2 separate regions of the Macaca mulatta genome follow, and region 2 is linked to region 1. Evidence: chromatin contacts called from public Hi-C data. All regions are on one chromosome and are shown on one strand. Each heading gives the region's core, a stretch centred on a gene start, on an enhancer-like site or on the middle of the called end of the contact. The rest is flanking DNA. Distances are from core to core; before and after follow the strand shown. Region 1 holds the start of ERCC4 (ERCC excision repair 4, endonuclease catalytic subunit). Region 2 holds the start of LOC144338321.

Evidence for each region. Hi-C and Micro-C count contacts between places; a contact is called where the count stands out from the background.
Region 2: a contact with region 1 is called in a Hi-C map of fetal cortex germinal zone, with 4 times the contacts expected there. The contact joins the promoter of LOC144338321 here to the promoter of ERCC4 in region 1. A contact is called at or near these places in 2 of 14 Hi-C or Micro-C datasets (cortical neurons and fetal cortex germinal zone).

The regions. Positions count from the first base shown.
Region 1 is chr20:15,075,488-15,081,965 of T2T-MMU8v2.0, reverse strand. ERCC4 (ERCC excision repair 4, endonuclease catalytic subunit) reads right to left here and starts at 1,682. Exons shown (of 12, transcript XM_077987064.1): 1 at 1,464-1,682. The coding sequence starts at 1,670.
Region 2 is chr20:15,344,023-15,349,646 of T2T-MMU8v2.0, reverse strand. It overlaps LOC144338321, which reads right to left and starts at 3,341. Exons shown (of 3, transcript XM_077987051.1): 1 at 3,234-3,341. The coding sequence starts at 3,341. The region is part of intron 5 of MRTFB (myocardin related transcription factor B); the gene reads right to left.

The sequences.
Region 1 (6,478 bases), core at 433-2,932:
TTGGGGTTTACACTAAGGAATAATTGAACTTCAGTCATTATCAGCACTCAACTACAAGAACATATGCACACACACACAAAACCTGAAACTTTTAAAAGCGTGGAGTAAAAGATTTCTGCTACCTAAAAAATACTTCCCATCAAAGCCAGGTTTGTAGCCAAGCGCATTCTATGAGAAGATAACAAGGGAATCCTTTTCCCAGACAATGTTTTAGATGATCAGTTCTGTGCTGATCCATCCTAGAGGGACTTCATGTCACTGGATCCCTTGGCTTGGTTTATTTACATCCCCAGTTTAAAACCACTTTTACTAGGCACTATGTGTTGCCTTAGGCCCCTATGCCAAGTACTGGGGATACCTAGATGAATCAAACAGGGTCCCTGCCTCAAAGAGACTGTGCTCACTCTTCTCAGCTGACATTTTTGTCCTGGCCACCTGATCTATCTAGGGGATCATCAGACTTGTCAGACCAAGCTGTGTCCCCTCTCAACATCCCCCAGCCCCAAGTGTTGCGCCTTTCCATCTTTCTCAGTGTTCTTTATTCTCCTTAACTGTCGTTAACCTTTGCTAACATCCTCAGCTTCCAGATCCAATCCCTTTCTGACCCGATGGCCCTCTTAACACAGCCTTAGTGAATGCCCTATTTCCTGGTCCCTTCTTTTCCCTATTGGGGTTTTCCAGCCTCACCATCTCCTTTCATGTCTCCCCATCACCCTCAGAGACCCTTCCATCTTCATCACTGTTCCTTTTCAGGGACCATCCTTCTGCCCCCAGAAACTCCCTTAATGGCCAACTTCAGGACTCTCCCGTTATTCCTATGCAGATCCTGCTTTCGACATCTTCCCTTTCCCTTGCAGGGACCTCTGATCCTCTCCTACCACTCAGAGCCCCTTCACCTTTCAATGCCCTTGCACCCATGTCAGGGACCTGCATCCTTCTGGGGACCCCTCCCATCCCTCTTAGTGCTGTCAGGGAATTGCATCCTTCTCGGGAACCCTTCCATCAGTCTCATTGTGCCTGCACAGTGTCAGGGACCTGCATCCCCTGGGGACCCCTCCCATTTCTCTTAATGTTTTTGAACTCTGGTCAAAGACTTGCATCCTTCTCGGGACCCCTCCCTGTCCTCCCAGAGTCCCCGCACAGTGTCAGGGACTTGCATTCCTCTTAGTGTTCTTTAACTCCTGCCAGGGACCTGCAGCCTTCTCCGGGCCCCTCCAATTCTTCTCAGTGTCCCCGCACAGTGTGAGCGACCGGTATCCTCCTCGCGACCCCTCCCATACGTCTGTGTCCGCGCAGTGTGAGGCACCTGCATCCCCCTGGGGACCTCTGACATCCTTCTCTGTGTCACTGCGTAGTGTCAGGGGCCTGAATCCCCCTCAGAGCCCCTCCATCCCTGTCAGAGGCCTCGCATCCGATCAGGAGTCCCCCAACACTCCCTCATTCCCGTGCCGGCGCGGCCGCACCTCCTCGGCCGGCTGCGTGTTGAGCACCAGCACCAGGCAGGCTGGGTGGCAGTGCAGCCGGAGAAAGTGGTAGAGGAGCCGGTCCGCGCCGAGCCCGCGCGCGCACACTACCAGCCCGTCAGTGTCGAGCAGTTCCAGCACCAGCTGCCGCTCGTACTCCAACAGTGGCGCCATAGCCGTCCGTCGAGCCGGCAGCTCCGGCTCCATCGAAGCTCTTCCGGGTCGCAGCCGAACGCAGACGAAGGGAGCCGACTCAGAGACGAGAGTGAAGGGCAGCCGACTCAGAGACGAGAGTAGGCCGAACTCAACTGAAGAGAGCCGAGTCCGAGAGGACGAAAGCCAGCCGAATGTAGCCGAGGAGAGCCGAGACTGAGGCGGTCGTGGGTCGAACGCAGCCGAAGAGGAGCCGAGGCCAGGACGAGAGTGCGCTCAGAAAGCCGAAGAGAGCCGAGCCTGAGAAGGCAAGCGTCGACCGAACTCAGCCGAAGAAGAGCCGAGTGGAGCCGAAGATTCAGAGTCACTTGGAGGGGCTGGCGCTCCGTATAGGTGTAGCTCGCAGGCAAAAGGCTTCATTTCATCCACGTCTTTTTTGAGGGTCCACATTCCGTGGTACCATAGACGCAAGCTGCCAGAAAGCAAGGGGAGGGGAAGTAAGCCTAAGGAGCTTAATCCCCAGACGTCGACAACTGAAAAAGTTACTGGTCAATATTCCAAATGCTCCTAGAGTTAGTAGCACCTGTTTCCTAGGGTGGTTTTTGGCCCTTCCTTTTGCGATTGGTCTCCATGCCTCTTTTAATTTTTTTTTTTTTTCGAGACAGGGTGTTGACATGTTGCCCAGGCTGGAGTGCAGTGGTTGTGGAATAAGCAGAATCCTTTACTAACATCAGACCCCTGTTTGCCTCCAAAAGACTTCAATACAATAAACTATTTTTAAAAATCCCTCCTTCCACTAGAGGGACACATCCCGCAGTATTTGTTCTATACCTAGAAATGCCTGATAATTGAACTAGCAGAGGAATTGTTTTGTATAGAAACTCCCCACCTTTATTATTAGAGGATAGAAAATACGAGTAAGCAAAAATGAAAATCACTCGTTTCTATTACGTGGAAATAACCACTGTTAACATCATGAAATCTATTTTATTTACTCCTTTTTTTTTCTATCTATACACACTTTCTCTCACACAAGAGTTTTTTTTTTTTTTTTTTTTTTTTTTTTTTTTTTTTTACCGATATGAGATAATTAATATCTCTGATTTAAATCCCCAACTTTGTCATTAACATTTGGCAAACCTCTGAACATGATGTTTCATATTCTTTTACAAAGTCCTTTTATATGGCTGATCAGATTTCCATAATGTGGGTGTACTTATCTAATTGCTTATTAGAGGACATTTAGTCTGTTTCTGCTTCTTCCCCCTCCAGTAATATAAATAATACTTCACTAAACATCTTTGTATGTAAATTCAACCATGGCCTTCAGATACACATCTGGAAATGAATAATTACTGGGATAAAGAGAAAAAAAATTGTAAGGCTTTTCATTACATTCACATTGCCACATTGCCCTTTAGAAAGCCTCTACCAATTTGCATTCACACCAGCCGTTTCCAAGAGGATCTGTTCCTCTACCTCTTTACTGCTTAATCCGGTATTTTGCTTACATTTTGTCAAGATGAAAATAGCATATAATTCCTGAATGCTGTTTAAGTGGAAGGGGTTGCCTGCAAACACTTTACATACAGCGTTTCCTGCGAGGCAGATATCAATTTAGTCAGTTCTGCCAATGAGAAAAATGGAGGTACAGGGAGGTTATATAACTTGGGCGAGGCCACGGGAGCTAGTTAGTGAATCTCTTAGATCTATTTCAGGACGTGATATGAGGGTACTCAACACGTATTTAGGAAATGAAGCTTGAAATGACAAGGCTGAAATTCAAACCTGATTCCCAAGCGGTGATAGGCAGAATATTGGCTTCCCAAGATGTTCACATCCTAATCCCTGGAGCCTGCATGTTACCTTACGTGGCAAAGGGGGATTTGCAGATGTGATTATGTTAAAGTTCTTGAGATGGGGGGGATTATGTGGATTATCCAGGTGGACTCAATGTACCACAAATGTGCTTATAAGAGAAAGAGAGGTAGGAGGATCAGATTCAGAGATGTGACAGGAAGCCGAGTTCAGAGTGATGTGGAAGGAGCACTGCATCAAGCAATGCGGCCCTTCCAAGCTGAAAAAGGCAAGGAGATGGATTCTCTCCTAGGGCTCCCAGGAGGACTGCAGCTCTACCCACCCATTTTGGACTTCTGACCCCCAGAACTGGAAGATAATGAATTTGTATTGTGTTAAGCCCGTTTGATCAGATGACATTCCTAGCTGATCGAAACAAAACAACATTGAAAAACTATAGATAGGGCCAAGCGTGGTGGCTCACACCTGTAATCCCAGCACTTTGGGAGGCGGAGGTGGGCAGATCACCTGAGGTCGGGAGTTCATGACCAGCCTGACCAACATGGTGGAACCCCATCTGTACTAAAAATTCAAAAATTAGCCAGGCGTGGTGGTGCATGCCTGTAATCCCAGCTAAGGCTGAGGCAGGAGAATCGCTTGAACCCAGGAGGCAGAGGTTGTGGTGAGTCGAGATGGTGCCATTGCACTCCAGCCTGGACAACAAAAGCAAAACTGCGACTCAAAATAACCAACCAACCAACCAAACAAAAAAACTATACATAGGAGTATACAGTGAAATAATCTTTTTGGAAGGCGATTGGTCAATCTACATAGAAATTTTAAATACATGTATAGATACATATACACATAGTCATCTGGTGAGAGTTTATGGGGCACCCAATGTGTCAGGCACTGCTCTAAGTGCTGGGAGTTTACTAGTGGGCAAAGCAGGCATAGAACTTATATTCTAGTGAGGAGCTTGTATATGAAGATGTGTATTTGTTATATCATTGTGTGGACTATATATTTCTCCTAAATGTCCAAGAATAGGAGAGTAGTTAAAATTTCTTCATGCATCTCTGATAAGTAGAATATTAGCCATGAAAACCTGTATATGGAAAGATACCCAATATGCATTATTGCATACTGAAAAAAGCAGTTGCAAAACAGTAATGTATAGTATGGTCCCATTTGTATAAAAACAAAACGGTAAATGGTACTTGCATGTGATTGCGTAGAAAAGTTCTAGAACAAACAGATTTTTTTTTTTTTTTTTGAGATAGAGTCTCACTCAGTCGCCCAGGGAGGAGTGCAGTGGCGAGATCTTGGCTCACTGCAAGCTCCGCCTCCCGGGTTCACACCATTCTCCTGCCTCAGCCTCCCAAGTAGCTGGGACTACAGGTGCCCGCCACCATGCCCAGCTAATTTTTTCTATTTTTAGTAGAGATGGGGTTTCACCATGTTAGCCAGGATGGTCTCGATCTCCTGACCTCGTGATCCGCCTGCCTTGGCCTCCCAAAGTGCTGGAATTACAGGCGTGAGCCACCGCGCCCAGCTGAACAAACAGATCTTAACCGCAGCAATTTACTTCTGGGGAGTTGAAATGAGTAGTGGGTTTCAGGATCAGACCTTTGTACTTCAGTATATGCCTTTCTGCTCTGTTTGACTTTCTTATCATGAACTTATATTGCTTTTATAATAAAAATGAAAGAAGAAAACTTCCCAGCTACTGTATAAATACTTCATCAGTACTAAAAAATATCACCTGTGAATCCTAGATTTAAATGTATGTGGTGGGCAGCATTTCATGTCAAATGTTAGTATCTGGGAAAATAGACTTTTATAAGTTGTGACAGGTTGTGTCTACACATTTTACTTTTGTCCCTGGGTAAAAGCTTTCAATTTAAGGTGAAGTTATTTTTTATTTATTTATTTATTTTTTTTGAGACAGGGTCCTGCCCTGTTGCCCAGGCTGGAGTACAGTGGCATGATCTCAGCTCACTGCAACCTCAGCCTCCTGGGTTCAAGCAATTCTCGTGCCTCAGCCTCCTGAGTAGCTGGGATTACAGGCGCACACCACTATGCCCAGCTAATTTTGTATTATTAGTAGACATGGGGCTTTGCCATGTTGGCCAGGCTGGTCCTGACTTCTAACCTCAAGTAATCTGCCTGCCTCGGCCTCCCAAAGTGCTGGGATTACAAGCGTGAGCCACTGCACCCGGCCTAAAGTTTGTTCTTTATATCACACGTAGTTTTTGATGTCCTTTCTGCTTTAAATTATCTCCAGTGTGGATTTTAATTATTCTATTAGAATTTAAATTTTCTTGAAATCTTTTCTTGTTTAATTTGGCTTTTTGTTCTGCATTTTTGCCTTTACCTCTATAGCTCCCTACTTTTGTTTCATAGAAACTTCTTGATTTTATATTTATATTTATTAAACTATCTATATCTACATAGATTTAGATATATGCAGATTATCTATATATCTACCTAGATATATTTAGATATAAATATACATTATCTATATCTAAACCACAGATATAGATAGATAGAAACTTACGGTTGGCCCTCTGTGGGTTCTGCATCTGTGGATCCAACCAACTGTGGTTTGAAAATATAGAAAACAAAAACCAATAAAAAATAACAATACAACAACAAAATAATTTCAGAGTGAATAAAATGTGAAAAAAATTATCGATAAAAGTACAAATAAAAAATCAATGCAGTATAACAACTATTTACATAAAGTTTACATTGTATTGTGTATTATAAGCAATGTAGAGATGCTTTCAAGTGTATGGGAGGATGTACATAGGTTATATTCAAATACTACAGCATTTTATGTAAGGCACTTGAGCATCAGGGAATTTGGTATTAATATATAGGGATTGGGGGAGTCCTGGAACCACCAACAAGTAATTTTAAATAGTTTTGTCCGTAGTTTTTAGAAAGTCAGTGTGTTTAGTGAAGAGCTCTCAAGCAAAGCAATGCTTAGTCACAGTTGTCCTGCCTCTCCCTACTTTTCTCTGGAACAGAGAATTTTAAGGACATCAGCACCAGAACTT
Region 2 (5,624 bases), core at 2,092-4,591, 270 kb before region 1:
AATCTTGATGTATTTCCAGGTTGGATTATTCATATCTCAGACAAATGTTCATTTTCTTCTCAAAGCTACCACAGACACATCCCAGTACAGTATGTTAATTTACTGCATTGCTGGCTGGGCCACCTACCATAAGCTTTCACGTACTTCATCTTGGCTATTAGCCAGTGTGTGGCAGAACTGGAAATGTGGCCCCCCAAGTCTGTAACTCCTCCCCACTCCCTTGACACTCATGGTTGAACCACACAATGACAGGAGCCCAGGTCCCCAGGTCACTTCTTGGAGGACAGCTGTCTAGGATAGTTGTCCTGCCCACACTGGACTATGTTTTGAGCAAGAAATGCACTTTGAATGGTTAAAACACTGCGATTGGGGGTTGTCTGTTAGGGCAGTTTTAGTCAAAGTAATCAACACATAACTCAATTTTCTTTCTGTAGTATCTTATTTTTCACCATTACAGAGTCCTTTATATCAAATATCATTTTTTCCTCTTAAAATCCATTTGCCTATAATAAATATGGAACATAACTAGCTAGTAGCTTTAGAATTATGATTCATTTATCTCAATAATGACTCAGGTTAAAACATTTATCTGAATTAAATCATCTCAATTTTTTTGATTTTTTTCCTGAAAATTTATAATTATCAATTCTTCAGTAGTCATGTGAGAGTGGTTTGTAATACTCTTCTTAGTTGTAGATCCAGAAATTAAAAGCTCATGTATGTTAAGTGTAATTAGAGAATGTTTGAAGCCGTTTGTAGACAAGTTAAAAGTTGAGATTTCCTATTGCTGCTTTGACAAAAGAAACTAGTCTAAGGAGAATTTTCTATTTTGAATTTGTTCAGGGGAATTCATGATATTTATTGCTGTTCTTTCATACAGGAGAAAATAATTAAATATTCCAACCACATACACTGGCTGGTATTTATCAAAAAGCTTATATAAGCATCAACAAAGCTGTGAGATGATATGCTTTATTATCCAAACAATTCTCTGCGTGATGACAACTATTCACAGGTGGTCAGCAGTTAGAACTTTTTCCTCTTTTAAATTTTCAAAAGGTATTGCTAAATTTTCTTGTTAAGGCATTCCATCAATTCTTGAATCCTACAATGTTTGCTAATAAAGGCTGTTTTCCCCTCATAATAATTTCAGCCAACTAGCACTGTCAACAATTACAAGATTCTAAAACATCCCAATATAAGGAAGTAAGCAAGCAACTACTTGAGAAGCAGAGTGGCCTTCCAAGCCCTGAGAGTAGACACATATCAGACATATGAGAGCCCAAGCTTGTGTCTATGTGATTAAAAAATTAAATGAACCCAAATTTATCCCTCCTTCATTACCCAGAAACTTATAATTCAGACATTAAAAAAATTCTAAAGGTTGCTCTTTCAAATAACCCAAAAACAAGTTTTCCAAAAATGAGTAGAAAACCACTGTTGATATAAAATATGATAAATATTTTTAATCAGTGTCCTTTAAAACATGAGGTATAAACTATTGGGGATATTATTAATAGTCATTTATATATTTGTCTCTTTTGACAAAACAGCACAGATCTAATTTGACTCCAGGGTATCTTAGAGTAAAAAGTTAACCAAAAGTATTTGAACAACTGCTGCCATCTCAATCAACTTCCATGGATTCATGTAAACGATGCAGGACCCAATACTTAAAAGCAGATGAAGTTAACCAGGAGTTTGTCCCAAAGTTAAATTCTACAAATCTGATGAGCTAAACATTGTTGTTCATCTGCAGGCAGGATCAGTGACATACTGAATTTTGGGAGTTCAGTTTTGCAAAGAGAACCAAGTTATTTTTATATGACTCCAAATTTTGAAAGTGCCTATCATTTTTATTTTTTCCACTCTAATTAAATCCAGATCTAATCCTTTCAATGTCACTAACTTTGAGGCAGCAAATCGCCCTTAATGTCTATATACGTTATTTTAGCTTCAACCCTATCTATTAGATGAGTAGAATCTATTAAATGAGTAGAAATATTTAGTCTGTTGAGATATAAAGCAAAACCCAGTTCAGTGCAACTACAGAAAGACATTAATTTTATCATCCGATTATTTCTGTGGAGTGTTTTAAAGTTTCTCACCTCTACCTCTTTATATCAATGAATTTAACAAAACAATAAGATATATAAGACTTGTATTTTGTAAATATATGCAGGATTTTAAAATTTAAATTTTAAATAGAAGGAAAAAGAAATATGAAAAAAGCAAGAAGAGAGATGAGAAACATATTAACGAGGCATCTTATAAAATCACTATTAGGTATTGTTTCTCCTCATTGTACAAACGAGGAAGTTAAAGCTCAGAGTAGTAAGCTTGTCCAGGATCACAAACCTGGTAAATGGTGAATGTAGGATTTGAATTCAAGTATTTCTCACTCCAGGGTCTATGCTGCTTTGCCATTATACTATTGCACCTGTATAAATCGAAAGCATGGTCAGAATTGTTATGGAAAGAATCTGTACATTATGTAATTGTCTCAACTCTATTTTGTGGTTCCTGTTGATGATTCCCTTACTCTGTTTTTATATTTTTAATCCTTGCTTTCTATGTGCCTTAATCCCATTGCTGTTGTGACATCTTTTTATTTCTCCTATTCTGTTTTCCTCTACTTTCCTAGTTTTTTAAGTACACAAAAATGTTTTAAATTTATAGTATTATTAGGAGCTTGACACTTGAACTTGACTTAAATGATAGATAATTCTCAAACTTTTAAAAAATTAATGATTTAAGAAATTTAGGTTTCCTTCAATGAGTCTCCAGAAATGCGTCCTCAAAATTCCACTGGCATTGATTTTTCTAAAAATCGACAGTAAGACATGCTGTGCACAAGCAGAGGCAACTCCATTGTTTGGTTCCTAGCAACAGCTATTTATACTTCATTGTGTGTCATTTATTTTGACCTAGGAGTTCTTCCTACCCATACACAAAAGTAGTTCAACTCCAGCAAGTCTAACTCTTGTTTCTTCTTCTTATCTTTTAGAAGAAGCTCAAAGCACTACTTAGGCCAATTAAGTGTACATTTACTCTCTGGGTCTCTACAAGACAGGCAAGAGCGAGCGGGGAGGCGAGGGGGTGGCTGATGGCAGCAGCTGAAAAAGGGTTGTTGTGGGTTTTTTTGCTTCCCAAAGATGACTAGGAAACCAATTTTCAAATTAAACAAGCATTGAGAAGAGTGACCCTCATGTCTCAAATTCAGGAAAACTTACTCTCTGTACACCCTGAATTTCTTCAACACTGGCTACAGGAAGGCAAGCTGTGTACCAGTCTTGCCATGCTTCCGTATGCCAGGACAGAGGACAGCAATGCCCACACATTTGGCTCTTTCCTTAAATCAGTCAGTGAGGTGCCTGTGCAGTGTTTACTAACAATAATAATTGACCGTATTTATTCTCAAGCTTATTCTTTGCTTGCTTTGTTACAAAACAAAATGAAGCTATGCAATGTGCTTTTTAAAACAAAAACGATGCTATGCGCATTATAACCAATTAACCTATCATTTAGGATTTAAGAGCTAGCTACCTTCCTGGTTTTAAACAGTAAAAATCATAAGTATCTTAACTGAAAAAATGAATTTTGCTGGAATTATGTGTTTGGAAACCTAAAAGAAGCAGTGTTCTCACTAACATAGAAAAGGAAATGGCCTCTCCGAAAAGAGAGAGGGAAGAGAAAAAAAAGGAAGAAAATATACAAAATGAACCTGGGAAGATTTTACTAAAATGAGGACAGGCTGTGCAAGTACCCTTACTGTATTAATTACTGCAAAAGCCCTACAATTCCATCAGCTAATGAATCTTTAGTAACAGCTACCCAGAACAGCATTAAGCTTTCATTTCAAAGAACTTAGAACGTGTAAGGTACATGAGTGAACAGAGAGAGCAGACACACGGCATGGTAACAGACAGACACGCTCAGTTGGCTGACCAGAATATGAATTTGGCAGTTTTGCCCCTGTCCACAGAGAGACTGACCTTCCTTGAGACTTTTCTGGTTGCTCCCCTCAAGGCATTCCTTTTCTTTTAATGGTTCAAAATCCCCAGCAGTTAAAATCTCTGGGAAGCCCTGTTGCTGCTTCTTGGAGCTATCGATCATGGTGAGAGGCTTCTGGAGACAGGCAGCATCAAGCAGGAGAAAAGCTTAATTTGCAGAAGAGCGAAGTGTGGTGCTCAGAACACTCTGGTCCCTGGGTCCCTGGTTGCTCCCCACAATACCCCAATCACTGGCCAATTATGTCTTTAAGCAGCTGAAGGCAGCCATTACCCTTTAGTTCCCAGCTTGACCTGCAAATACACTCATGCGGCTGTAACTCTCTCCCACATCGGGAGGCAGAGCCACACAGGCACGATTCTAAAATCCCACCCCTTTTCCCAGCCAGCCCCCTTTCCCTTGCCATTCCAGCTTCCCCCGCGCTGGGGACTTCAATCTGCAGTTTGATGGTCCGAATCATCTGACAAACACTGAGTCAAGCAGTTAAAAATAAATCTTCTAGTTGTTAAAAGAGAAGACTTTGCTGATACCTAAGAAGACAAATTGCTGCCTGTGGTCTCTCTCCCGCTCTCTATAAACACAGCCACAGGCTGTGGAAATACTTTATACTGGCCAGACAAGCACATCCATTACTCATTAAGTTCTCCAGCTACACAAACGGCAGTCTAGGGCATCTGAAGGAAGCGGCTCTTATCTCCGCAGAGGCACACACTGAATAAACATGCTACCAGCATATGTGAATGAAGACAGAGTCATTTCACTACCAAAGTTCTTTTGTGGTGTGCTTTGTGCTGCATATGGCTCTTCCTGGCAAAGCCGATGCTCTTTGTAATAGGGAAATGTACTGTAATTGCAGCTTTCTTCCTTTGGCAATTCAGACTCAAGCAGCAGTTTTCCTTAGTGCCACTAGTCGGCTGGGAGAGTTAACATCGCCATGATTTTTTTTTAAGGAAAATTCTCCTCCCATGCATTAAAAGTGGCAACACTGAGAGCTTCTATTTCATAACAGAGTAAACCAACGACCAGCCCAAGTTTAATTTTACATGAGCTATCAAGGATGGGCACCTCTCCTGCAAGTCACAGGCTGCTGTTCACTGCGTATAGGGACACTGCTGGCAGGAAATCTCTAGATACAGGAATTCCAGGCAAATGTGGAGATAAGCCTGTCTCCAAATACTCCAGATATATATCTCTGTAGCCAAAATAATCTGATTTTTTAAAAATAGTTCAAAGTGTGTTCCTTTGCAAAGAGTTTCCATAAAACCCATCAGAGGTTATAAGAGCAGTAGACTGTGAATACTGTTACATGAGGTTCTGTTTTGTCCACTTTTTAAAAAATTTTTAAAAATAACTTCTAGCAGAGTGCTTGGAATATTAGGTGTTCTCAATAAACATTTGCAGCATGGTTGAGTGAATGAATTAAAGTAGAAGACAGTGTATCAGGAAAACTTCCTTTAATAATACCCAGAATTCTAAAGAAGTCCTGGGTCAATAACTAAGAGTCACTAATTTTAGATGAGCAACTAAATAAGTTCTCTAAAGGAAGCACATTTTCTCTTTAAAAGAAAATATACAGACACATTTTAATCGTGCACCTGATGAAACCCTCCTGT